Linked DNA regions of Drosophila melanogaster: region 1 is linked to region 2. Evidence: chromatin contacts called from public targeted proximity ligation data. All regions are on one chromosome and are shown on one strand. The core of a region is the stretch at or near the end of the contact, and the rest is flanking DNA. Distances in the headings are between cores, read along the strand shown. Region 1 holds the start of Lrch (Leucine-rich-repeats and calponin homology domain protein). Region 2 holds the start of mdy (midway).

Region 1 (5,806 bases), core at 1,833-4,332, 570 kb before region 2:
TTTTGTGTTTTTGGGTAAATTTACAGGGAATAAATTTCTACGATTTTGCGGTTGCATTGCGACTGTCAATCGGATATGGAACGTGTGTGCCGGCGAAATAGAAAACCCGTCAATCGATCCATGGATCGTTTGGCAGATCGTTTGCTATATGGGCCAGTGGGTCGTCGTATGTTGACGACTGCGGTGCGGTTACGTGCCTGAAATGAGCCACATTGGGCGGATCAATTAAATGGTAGCAGCACTTGCCTAATTGGCCATAATTCTCCTTACCAAAAACACTTTTCGGGGCAGCTCTATAATTATGATCGAGAGTTAAGAGTGGGCGGCAATTTGTTTTGTTTATTTTTGAATTGTGCGTTGGTGTTTCAAAACGATTAAATAATTGAAAGAAGTGAAGCATTTGTTTACCAAACGAAACAGTTGACGCTGGGAATTATTAATGGTTTCTCTTTAGAGAAGAATTTACACTAACTACGCGAGTTCTCGCCGAAATAATTGCAAGTTCAATGTAGTGCAAAAAGTGCACTCAAATGGGGTGGGGTCAGCGTATATGTATGTATATATTTAGCAAGTGAGTGGGTCTGTCATCGTTTCCATTAGATCATTGCATTCGCTTATAGTATACAGCAATCTACATCTTGTGGGTGCACATATATATATGTAGGCGGATGCTTGACTTGCTTGAGCCAAAGATGCAAACACAAAAGTAGTCAAATCTCGGGTATTGAGGGTAGAGAGTAAGTAAACTTGATGAAATGACCCCTTTACAATGTCAAACTTAAAAGTGCATTATTTAAACTCACCATTCTTTTTGGGTTTCTGTTTTCCCATTTGAATGTGGGTACATTTTTTAATATTAACCTTCATGAGTACTTGGTGATAGTATAGTGGTGGGCTATACTATTGAAACATATTTTACTGCGATATTTTCCGGAGAGCAATTCAATTATCAGACTTCTTCCAACTGTTTTATAAGTGAAGAACTCGCGTATAAAAGTGGAAATCGGTAAAAACCCCTTTTCTTGAATTGTGAAATTAATGTTCTTTGTTAAGATGTTAATATGTATGTGACAATGCACTGACAAGATTTTCAAAGGGGCTCTGGTTGAATTCCCATTGGTGTTCAGATGTGTTTTAATTTCATCTTGCTTTAAATTCTAGCTTGTAAAATGGATGATAATTAAACCCAGGGGATAATTAAGACCTTTAACTACTTTCAAAAATACTGCTCTTAGTAACATATTTGCTTTGAGCAATAATACTAACTGGTTTGCGTTGTTGCACAATGCGATTAGACTTACCTCTTGGTGGTGGACCGGATTTGGGAGTTGTGTGATTGCAGCACGGTCTTCCGATTTTGGAAACAGAACCCGTCGATCCAAAACTAGATGGTGCCTTCATTTTGCTGGGCTGCGGGATTCCGGTACCAGAAGTAGCGGGCGTGGGAATATTGGATCTGATGGGACCCGGTAATTTGGAGGCAGTGGCTCCTGGTTCCGGGTCCGCAGTAACTGGCGATGGAAAAGGGGCACTTGTCCCGCCCGAAGCGCTCGTATCATCACTCATTTTTTACTTTATTCTTAATAATCTTCACTTATTAGGACACACGCGTATTAAAAGTAAACGATTTAAAAAACTTGGGGGAAAAACAAGTGCAAAAGAATAATTTTTGGTAAAATAAATGGAATGCTGATCACTTACCTTAACAAATATATGTATAATTCGCTTAATTTGCTTTTATTTTATATTTTTGCTACAAAAATAAATGGATTTTTTTTATTTTTAGCTAGGTTTTGAACCACTGTTCCACTTTTGTTGTTGCTTTATTTTGGCGCGCAGGCAGCTATCTCACTCGCACTTAGGCGGCTGCTTTAAAACAGCTGACTGAGAGCAGATTTCTTTTCTTCTTTTTTTCGTTGAGCTTGAAAAACAAACAAGACCGCTTTTTGTTGTTGCTCTCGTTGGCCAGAACTTCGTTATATTTTCAAAAAATGCGGAACACAAATATGTATTGAATTAATTTTATGCGACTAACAAAATCACTCAAGGGTATTCTATTTATATAAATTCGTAACTTTTTATTTATAATTTTGTGTTGGGCTGCTTGCGCTGATATTCATCAGACTTAAACAAGATTAAATTGAATCAAATTGCTTATCAATTTGTGCATTTCACACACACACACACGCACGCTGTAGCTCTGTTCTATATTTTATTGTTGCTGCTGATTTGACACAGTTATAGAAGAGGGAACCATTAGAAGAGGGTGGGAAAAGGGACGCGAAAACGCACTCTTATTGGTGTGTGTTTACCGCACACACACACAGTACTTAAATAAACTGGAGTGCTTTACATACTGTGCTGTGCGAATACGATTTAGAAATATACGCGATTGGGATTTTACAATTTTACACAAATTTTAGATTTTTTTTGCACTTAGTTGGCGTTGCGTTGGAATTTTGTTGTTGCACTGAGTTAGCGATGGTAGCACAGCTCCAGTGCAGCGCGCCAATCGATAGTTGCGGCTATATTTTCCCGAGGTATTTTTAGAGTAATGCGGTCATACAAAAACACCCTGTAGGAAATTGGCGAATATTTATTCGTGAATATAAATATGTAAAATATGAAATTATGTCACCAATAATGGAAGCGTCGCTGAGCTTATTCAGATTTGTGATCTGAGCCCACACAACTGACAAATTAACGAATTTATAATTTAGTCTAACATGGTTTTTTAATATTCAACCAGTTTATTGCCGGGTTCCAATACCAGGTTACCTGGTCATTTGTTCATTTTTTCTTTAAGTAGTTATATGAAATGTTTCGGTGTAATAACGACTCAGTAATCTAATAATGCCCTAAATTTGAAGGGGCAAATGCTAAACGGTAGATCATTCTGAATAAACAAACATTACATTACATTATAAAATGTAAGATTGTTGACATTTCGAATTGCGATAAAAATGGAGCCAGTGTATCATCGGCGCACTGTGGTATTTTATCGATAGTACTCAAAGGCACGCCGATTTTAAACTAACAGCAACGTTTCCAGCGCTGCCCAAGTAGCATCCCATAAACCGATTCAGTTGTTTTTCGATTTTCGTTGTGCACTGTCGCTCGTCTGCTGCGTGAGCTTGTGCGTGTGTGAGTGCGCGTGTGTGCGAGGAGGCAAAGAAGAGGAAGCAAGAAGGAAGCCGCAAAAGGAAAATCCAATTCCGAGAAATCTTATCAATGAGCCAAGAAGACGTACACTAAATGAAAAATAATCGAGATGCGTGCGTTTCAATAGAGCAAATTTAGTTTCCAGTTTCGGTTTCTTTCGGCACTTCACTCCGTTTCCTTATCGGTGTGATAGTTTAGCGCGTGCGTGTGTGTGTGCAAGTGTGTGGAAGTGTCGCCACGCCTACACGGGAAATGGCAGCAACGGTTTACCAACGCCTACATAGCGTCGCAGTCGGCGTCGGCAGCGCCGCTGGCAGCGCCATCGGCAGCGGGTCGGCTTCCCTTCCAGGATCTGGAACAGGATCGGGATCTGGAATAGGCCACGCTGGAAACACCTCCTCCTCCACCTCGTCTGCCCTGCTTAGTCATTCCCAGCTGACGCGCTCCCTGGAAAGAATCCTGGAAGAAGCGCACTTCAGCGGCGAACTGATCCTGACCAATCGCAAGCTGAAGGACTTTCCCAGGACTGGAACGAAGTACTCACTTACCGACACTGTCATCGCAGGTGCGTACCGCTATTGTATAGTGTATATTCGTAAGGGAGAACAAAGAAAAGGTGTTCTTCAAGCCGGTTTCGTAGCTCCGGAAAAAATTGGGTTTTCATTACTTCCTAAGTAAAGTTTAAACTGTTCTTAATAATACTTAATGTACGAAGTTAATAACATTTTATTGGAAAAAGCATACATTTTTATATTACAAAGTTAAATGGTATTAAAGTTGATTAGAAAATTGTTAGTTATAAAGTTTTCTTTTGACGTCAGAAAAAGTAAAAGTAGAGTTTACATATGTACAAGTACTGATAAAGCAATTAAATTAGTTGCTTATCGAAAATGTTTGGCGTATGTGTATACCTTTAGGGTGCGGCATTTAAGCAAAGGAGGTTTGTTGCCGGTGAGCTAACGAAGTTTTTCCATCTCCATTGCAGTGGCGAATTTTCCTTTTGTTGCTTGAAAATCAATAATTTGCAGCAGCCGTCGGAGGTTCATCCTTTTCCTCCTTTTCTGTCCTCCCATCAGCTGCTCTTTCTCTCTGCGGCTCTCCCATTCTCTCCCTTTTCGGACTGCGCTCAAGGACAATAATTACCGCCGTTATTCGCTCTTCGCCACTTTGCACTATTCGTGTTATCCTTATTTATTTTTATTTTCGCCGCAGCCGGCACGAAAATTTTGTCGAAGTTCAACCAACTTTCGTTTTTGTTAGGACCAAAAAATATGCACCAGCGGAGAAATAGTAAATGGGAAATACCCACCCAGAAAATTCACCGCCCTCTCGCAGGACCCCGCCCCCTCTCACAGCTGCTGCTACCCTCGAACAGATGTTCTCACAACGGGACATGTCTCTCATCGATTTTCACTTGTGTTTGTTGTATACACATACAGTAAACGCTCTGAAAGGCGAAAGGATACGTAGATAAGGTTAGTTGTCATTCTAATCGCTGAAAAAGCGAGATATGGCAATTTTCCATCTAACAATACTTCACAGATCGAAGATTATGTTCATTGAAACGAGACAGATTATAAACTACAAAATTATTTTAGTTTATTTCTTTTAATTACTTACACAAAGTAAATTCCAACTATGAGATGTTATTATTAATTTTAAGACTTATTATGAACGTGGAATGTCACCTTTCAGAGGACGCACTGTATTTTGATGTATTTTCGGTGGAAATGTCTGGAATAGAAGGAAACTTTTTATTTTTGGACTGCGAAGATTAATTGCCGTGGAAGAGAGATAAAAATAAATTGTGTCATAAATTGAAAACTAATTTGGTAAAAGAATAGGGAAAGAATTCAATAAAAATTCCACTTAGCCAGTGCCTTGGATGATGGATAATACCGGAATTGAAGAGCAACAAAAATAAACAAAATTCTCAGTTTGTCTACCATTAATTCAATTAAAATTACATTTTTATAAAGCAAACATAAATTGACTAATTAATGAAACTGAATTGAACAATGCACTTCGATATTGAAAAGAGTACGTAACAAATTTCGGAAGGTTTCAATTAAATTTAGGATACTAGAAGTGTTTAAAGAGATAAAACTTAATCTCCCCCTAACCTAGGAAACATATTTTTAATTTCCTTCCAATCCACTCCGCTCCCCGTTTTCCGCCTACGTGACTTGATTTTCGAATTAAGCTGTGACAATCCGTGACTTATGGCCACGCGCTATTTGTTCGAAATGGGGAAACGATCCCTTCTTCTTTGGAAAACCCTTCCCCACATGGAGAGCCAACGAGCTTCCGGTTTTTCGTTCATTTTCGAATAAGTTTCATGCGTTTTCTCACCAGCAATTGAGTCATCGACTGCGAAGGCGTGACTAATTACTAATTAAAATGCTGGATTTTTGGTGTGAATGGACATGTGGAAAATAGAAAACAGGGGGAATATTGAGATACGCTGAACCTCTCGTTAGGGGTTAATCTTTGGGGAAAATATTTGTAAATACACCCTAGCGAAGAACCTCTACAAATTGCCTCTTCGAGAACAATGAAGCCACCCTCGGCGAAGGGTTTTCGCAAGTGGGGGCGGTGGACTTTAAGAGGTGGCAACGGCTCTTAGCCTTAATGGCTTGCAACC
Region 2 (6,188 bases), core at 3,120-5,619:
TTCGAAATTTATCATATAAGCCATGTTCAAGCTAATAACGTATTTCAAGTCACGATCGAAGAAAATAGGCGTGAGATGCTATCAAAGTAAGTACTTACCATGGCTAGACCCTTCTCCACAGCCAAACAGAGCGAGATATGCACTAAAGAGTCTGTAAAATATGGTGAGACGAAGGTTATCAATTTCGTTTGCGTAATCCTTGATTTTGTGCGTGCTTACAAATGCTCAGGATTAGGGCGTTATGTCCTTCGCCTTCGTTGTGTCCGCTTATGAAGAAGAACCAATCCAGTGGATTGATGCGAATGCCATACCTAAAAAAATAATGAATTAGCTAAAACTTGTATTTCTACTCAAGATCATCGTAGTTACTTTAGGAGATTCTCCAAGCCCAAACGCAGACCTCCAATGCAGAGCAGTAGAAATCCCCAGTTCACCAGTCCAGAAAAATTGGTAAATCCAGAGCTCCAAGAAAACAGAGAATCTCTTGGCCGATGGATTCTAAAAGAGGCGAAACCCTGTATTTGGGCTAAAGTAGTTTAATTTCCCTACTTACGGTCTGCCAGGCTGAGCTCTTCTCTGCTTCTCCTCTTTATTGGAAATCTCCTCAGCACGAGTCACACTTTGTGTTCTCCTGTATCTAAGCTTCTTCTCGGATCCGTTGGTTCCATTACCATTTTCATCCTTATCCAAAACTTTACGATACTGTCGCAGATCTATGGGATTCCCGTGCTGATCGAATAGATTTTGTGTTGACTTGCGGTTTCGCAGACTGCTAAGATTATGCTCTGTGGCGGACGCCGATCTTCTCAAGCGCTTCATGATACCCACACCGCTGGATCCGCTATTCTTGGTCGGTTGTTCTGCTTTCCCGGGCTCCTTATCTTGGGGATCCTTATTGGTGGTCATGGTGATGGTCTCTATATTGAAAGAATTTCAATTTATAGTGATTACTTCTAGCTTATCGCAAATTCCGTTTGCAGTTGAAATGCAAAGATAAGATTTGTTTTGGTACCCCTTATAAAATGTTTGAGTGCTTTTATTTTGACACACAAATAACTCAGATGGGATCCCAGGAGGTTGTAAACAGTGGAGGCATTTTCAGAGTCGCTTATCTATTGAATAAATACGCAACTGAGATAAGAAATAATGAGGGTAATTAAGTAATAAGATGTCTTAAGCACATATCTTGTTTTTTATTTATGAAAATCGTTTTATTACTTGCTGAAGCTGGTCATATATTAGTTTATTAGTAAACAGAGCTATATGTATGTTAGAGAATAAATAGATCCATACAAAACCAGAAGCAAAATGCGGCTTGAGGTCAAAGTTCAGCTGACTGAGAGATTGCTGATTGAGTAATCAGATACCGATTTGCATAGACATTGAGCCCGCATTTGATAATGTGGTTAAGCCAACAGCTTCTCACTTAAATCGTTTAAAACCAGTTGTAAAGCTGCTACGATCGTACTTGACATTAGCTCCCACAGTCAAGATCGCATGTCAACCAAATGGGAGGGCATTATCGCCGTTAAGCCTCAAAGTTTCAAATCCACATCCACCTTTTGCAATGAAAATTGTATAGAACTCAAGAATCATCAACAAATAAACGGTTGATATGTGCAGATTCTATTTTTGAATACAAATGCGATTCAAGTTATAGATTTGCGTTCACGTAACTTGTTTTTGTTAAACAACGAGTAGCAAGATACGATTAGGAAATTGTTGTCTCAGCAATTATTTAATATTTATAAATCAGTGAAATACCTACATATATGTATGCAACTAAAATTAATGACGAAATTTGTGTGTGTTATCTGTTGAAAAGATATCTTAGGTAACAAAATCTACGTCATGTTACGAAGGCAACCATTTTTACCTAATTGTTTTATGCGAGTAGTTTGTTGATACCTTGTTTATTTGACATCAAAGTTCGATCACTATCGCTGCTTATCGCTAATGAACCGAAAAATCAATTTAAGTGATCGTGGATGCCAACCTTTTCAGTAATGGCTTTTGAAAGTTGTAATGTATACGATTCGAGTTCAGGATTGAAATAATTTATGGTTTTGAAAAAAGGACAGATGAAGAATTTTAGCAATTTTTGTCTCGCAGCGTGTATTTAGTATTCCACTGGCGGAAAACACAAAGTTTTACATAATTATTCAGTGCGTTGAACTGATCCAAGTGCAACAAAGACATATACTCCAATCTCATATGTTCGTTCATGGGGAGTTCAGTACGATTTCAGTCGAGTCACCGTGACGCAACGTCATTCAGAACTTCAAGTCGGAGCTCGTTATGGCCCATCAACCGAATGATGAGTAATTTACAGGCATCGAGGACCGAGGCAGTCCGAGATGTACATGAAGCATTCAAAGAGAGATTGCATTATATGCACCCATTAATATACATATTATAAATCCGTGCAAATAAGTTAATCAGGATAGAACTGTAGAGATATTTTGAAGTGCAAGGTAAAAGAAGAAAGCAAAGTCGACTCATTGTGGGTTCTTATTAAAAATGTATATTTCAACGTCTAGCTTCATTTGAGTTATATATTTATAAATGCGCTACAATTGTGACCTCTGCTGTTTGAATAGATATGTAAGAACACACATATACAACCCGCATGTGGAAACCGAACCTGAATTGAATGCTCTCTGCGGTTTGACGATTAGTTTGTTGAACTTTCGGTTTATATTTAAACAATCGAAGGTGGGGGCGGTACAGCGGTAACTGCAGCAGAATGATAATGGATCTTGGAAAAGTTTCGTCTATTTATTGAGCACTGTTGATCTTTATTTTGTGCTCTGCCCTAGGGCGAACTTAAAATGGTGAAAATATTCCAAACATTTTAGTTGTCCATGTAGGACGGATAATTACTGTCGGAACCGGTTGCGGCTTTATAAGGAAGAACTTTCCATAGCGATGATAAAAGTAGGTCAGTAACTCAAGTAGATTCATCAACTTGAGTGGCGAACGCCGCCCAATGGAACATCGATTGATAAAGGTTATCAAGCTGCTCAAGCTGCGGTTCATAAACTCGGAGATTGCATAATACCCACGTTATCATGTTGCCAGGGTAGACATGTCTGGCTGGGCCACCCTAATCACAATTTTCTTGCCCCTTACCATGTAAAACGGATGCATACCAGCTAGAGTCGAAATTCTATGAGGCGTTTTTGCTGGAATCAATCTAACTTTGGAGAATGAAATATTTATAATTGATTTCAAACATAAACCGCATTTTTAAAGACACCATGTTAAGTTTAATGTAATGTGAAGTTAACCATGACAAGCTTCACTGTAGCCTACAAATTATCGAGAGGAAAAATACACAAAAATTTCGCCGGCTTCCTCTAATCAGAATGAAACAACAATGCTCTTATCAGCCGGATTCTGACATTTGCCGTGCCACTGATAATTTCTAAGTGGAATGGAATTTGTTTTCCCAACCAGACACAAGCTCTCTCTTTTGCTGGGTCATTTTATCTCCGGTCAGAAGTGCTCTCTGTTTGGGTTTTCAGCATAAACCGGTTTTTTGGCATAGAAGTTTGTTTGGTTTTTACTGTTTGGCTTTTTCTGTTTGATGGAGACGACGCCGCCACATTTCGGAAATGTTTTTTTTTTTGTTTTTTTTTTTTTAGTTTGCGACGCAATGCCCGGATCAAGGTTATACAGCCATTGGTCAAATATATGCACACGCATTCACACATTTAGTTATATAGACATTATCAACGCTCATTCAATTCAAGGGAAGGCGGAGATAGTTTCACTAATTTATGATGGCTATATGGTATGCAAAAATAAAGCCTCCGTATTCGTCTATATACGATTTGTTGTTAGGTATATCTTGTTTTTTATCTGCTTAGCTGCTGTTCTCATAAAATTTAGCCGCTTTAATGGGCTTTGAGTCACCAAATCACACTGCACGTGTTTGCCACTTGTTGTTTTTGTTTTCTTTTCAGTGGGTGCCAGAAACACATTACCGATTGGAACAACTGCACTTGCAGATCTTCTTCTTATTCGCTCAAGTTCATTACTCCGCCATCGAAAACTTCAAACAAAAGCGAGAGTTAGACAGAGAACGAAGATCGCCGAAGAAGCGTAAACAAACACACAAAAAAATATCACACTGATCGTTTAATTTTTTACTTGAACTCTGGGAACTTTGTGTGCCTTGTATTGTTTGTACCTAGTTAATAATATATTATTTGTCTACTCAGTTTAGCACACCTTGCACACAATTTAATCCAATTGGCAAGTTTTTGTTGTTTCTTTCAACAAGAGCAGACTTATTTTCACGTACTGGAAGCGGCCTCTTTTTACCGTAAACCGCACGCTTCAACGACGAGTTCTCAACTGACGCTTGGAAAATACAACTGGAAATAAACAAAGCAATAGGCTCGACATCAGTGATGTCCGGAGTTGAGCGGGAAAATGATTTTTTCACGATTTTTTCATGATAAAACAGTAAGAGCTACAATCGTCAATAGTTTTCATCCTAAAGACAGTAATAAGTAATAATATTGTATTAATGAATACTCAGAAACAATTTGAATTTTGCTTACATATTTTCCGCTAACATGTCAGCACTGTCTGATAAACTTTGGCTATCGGTATCGAACAGTGAACGATCGATATTTACTGGAAGGAAATTTGGCGGTACATTTGAAACGCAAAATTATTATTATTCATAGAAAAGAAAAACGACTGTGTTATTCATTAATGTATAATTATTTCCAGTGAGCATTAAGGGTATAGACATACTTTTCAATGAGATAATATGTTTGGATTATCCATCAGTATTTTAACTTACCCCTTTTTTAATATTTGTGTAGAAAGACAAAGACTCTCTAGTGCAGGTCCCGCTTGTCGCGCACAAGGTGGCGCAATCGACTGATCTCCCCAATAGATGGCTCTATTGTATTTTATTTTCGTATATCGTATATCGTATTTCGTTTTGGTTTTTTTTTTATTTTCACACTTAACAACTAAAAAACGTAGAAAAATTTCAATAATTTAATGCTTAATTACACAACGAAAACTCTTTGCTCGAATTACATTGGGTATAGAACGCAGTCACATTGTGACGCCAGCAGGGCCTAACAACTAACAACAAATAAATACAGATTCAATTAAAGCTGACTTATGTACAAGAACGTATTAGGCGTGAGAAAAAGTTTCTGATAGATTTGGTATAGAGCGCAGTTCAAGAAAAATGCTTGTTTTGGGCTAATGCTGCTGTCGCCTCTCGTCGATCTCGTCCTCCTCCAGACCCTCGATAAGATCCTCCAAGTCGTCTTCCCCATCATCCACATCATCCACAAATTGATCGATTCGTTTGAGTAAATTGTTTGGCTCTTCAGCCTCCTCCTCCTCCTCCTCATCCTCATCATTTTCAGTAACCGTTTCATTATCATCCTCAATGCCCTCCTCCTCATCTTCATCATTGTATTCCATAATATCATCACTGGTGGTGACCCCGTCTTTAATCCGTGACTCAGGCAATTGATCATAGTCAAATACCTGACGTGTTGCCCGAGGTGGTGTTTCAGTGGAAATCGTTGACCCCAGACCTTCGCCAGCTTCGTCATCTTCATGGGTGTCATCTTTAAGGAGACTCTCTATGCCCGCCCCTTTACTGGATATCCTAGGTTCCGGTTGCTGCGGCAACAACTTGGTGCTAACTGGCCTCAGCACAGTGCTGGTAGTAGAACTTGCTACCAAAGGTAAATCAGTGGATGAGCCCATCTTTTGGGCATCGGCAAACATATTGTCCAGTAGACTAAGCAGATCGTTTACACCGCTTGGCTTTTCTGGAGTGGGTTGTGGTGGAATTAAAGGGGTGGTGCTGATTATGGGCACTTTAGTGGTTGTTGAAGTTGTGGTTTTCGTAGCGGTGGCAACGGTTGTAGTGCTAGTGCTTACTACTGGAGCCTTAGTGGTGGTGCTATATATAGGAGTTTTTTCAGGCGCCCTTGTCGTCGTAGGTTTCATGGTAGTGGGCTTATTAGTCGTGGTTGTCGTTGTCATTGGTGTTGTTTTGGTGTGCAAATGTTTTACCTGATAGGACTCCACAGTTCCCCTCTTCTCATTAGGATCGGCTATCCTAACTACTGGTTCCCTCTTGGAGATAACCGGCACTATCTTCGGACTATGTGGATCCAATTCATTTTGACCGTAGG

The links.
Region 1: a targeted proximity ligation map of the Kc167 cell line shows a contact between it and region 2, with 6 times the contacts expected there. A contact is called at or near these places in 8 of 107 Hi-C or Micro-C datasets (the Kc167 cell line, the S2 cell line, embryo and 2 more) and 2 of 7 datasets of targeted methods (both in the Kc167 cell line).

Annotation. Positions count from the first base shown.
Region 1 is chr2L:17,381,391-17,387,196 of dm6, reverse strand. It overlaps Lrch (Leucine-rich-repeats and calponin homology domain protein), which reads left to right and starts at 3,082. Exons shown (of 7, transcript NM_165212.2): 1 at 3,082-3,727. The coding sequence starts at 3,415. It overlaps CLIP-190 (Cytoplasmic linker protein 190), which reads right to left and starts at 2,497. Exons shown (of 17, transcript NM_165213.5): 1 at 2,358-2,497; 2 at 1,702-1,753; 3 at 1,302-1,636. The coding sequence starts at 1,566.
Region 2 is chr2L:16,814,841-16,821,028 of dm6, reverse strand. mdy (midway) reads right to left here and starts at 4,369. Exons shown (of 10, transcript NM_165195.3): 1 at 3,990-4,369; 2 at 554-917; 3 at 370-498; 4 at 220-311; 5 at 99-151. The coding sequence starts at 906. It overlaps CG13280, which reads left to right. Exons shown (of 5, transcript NM_135968.2): 1 at 1-86. The coding sequence starts at 23. It overlaps CG13272, which reads right to left. Exons shown (of 3, transcript NM_001273589.1): 3 at 4,960-6,188. The coding sequence ends at 5,236.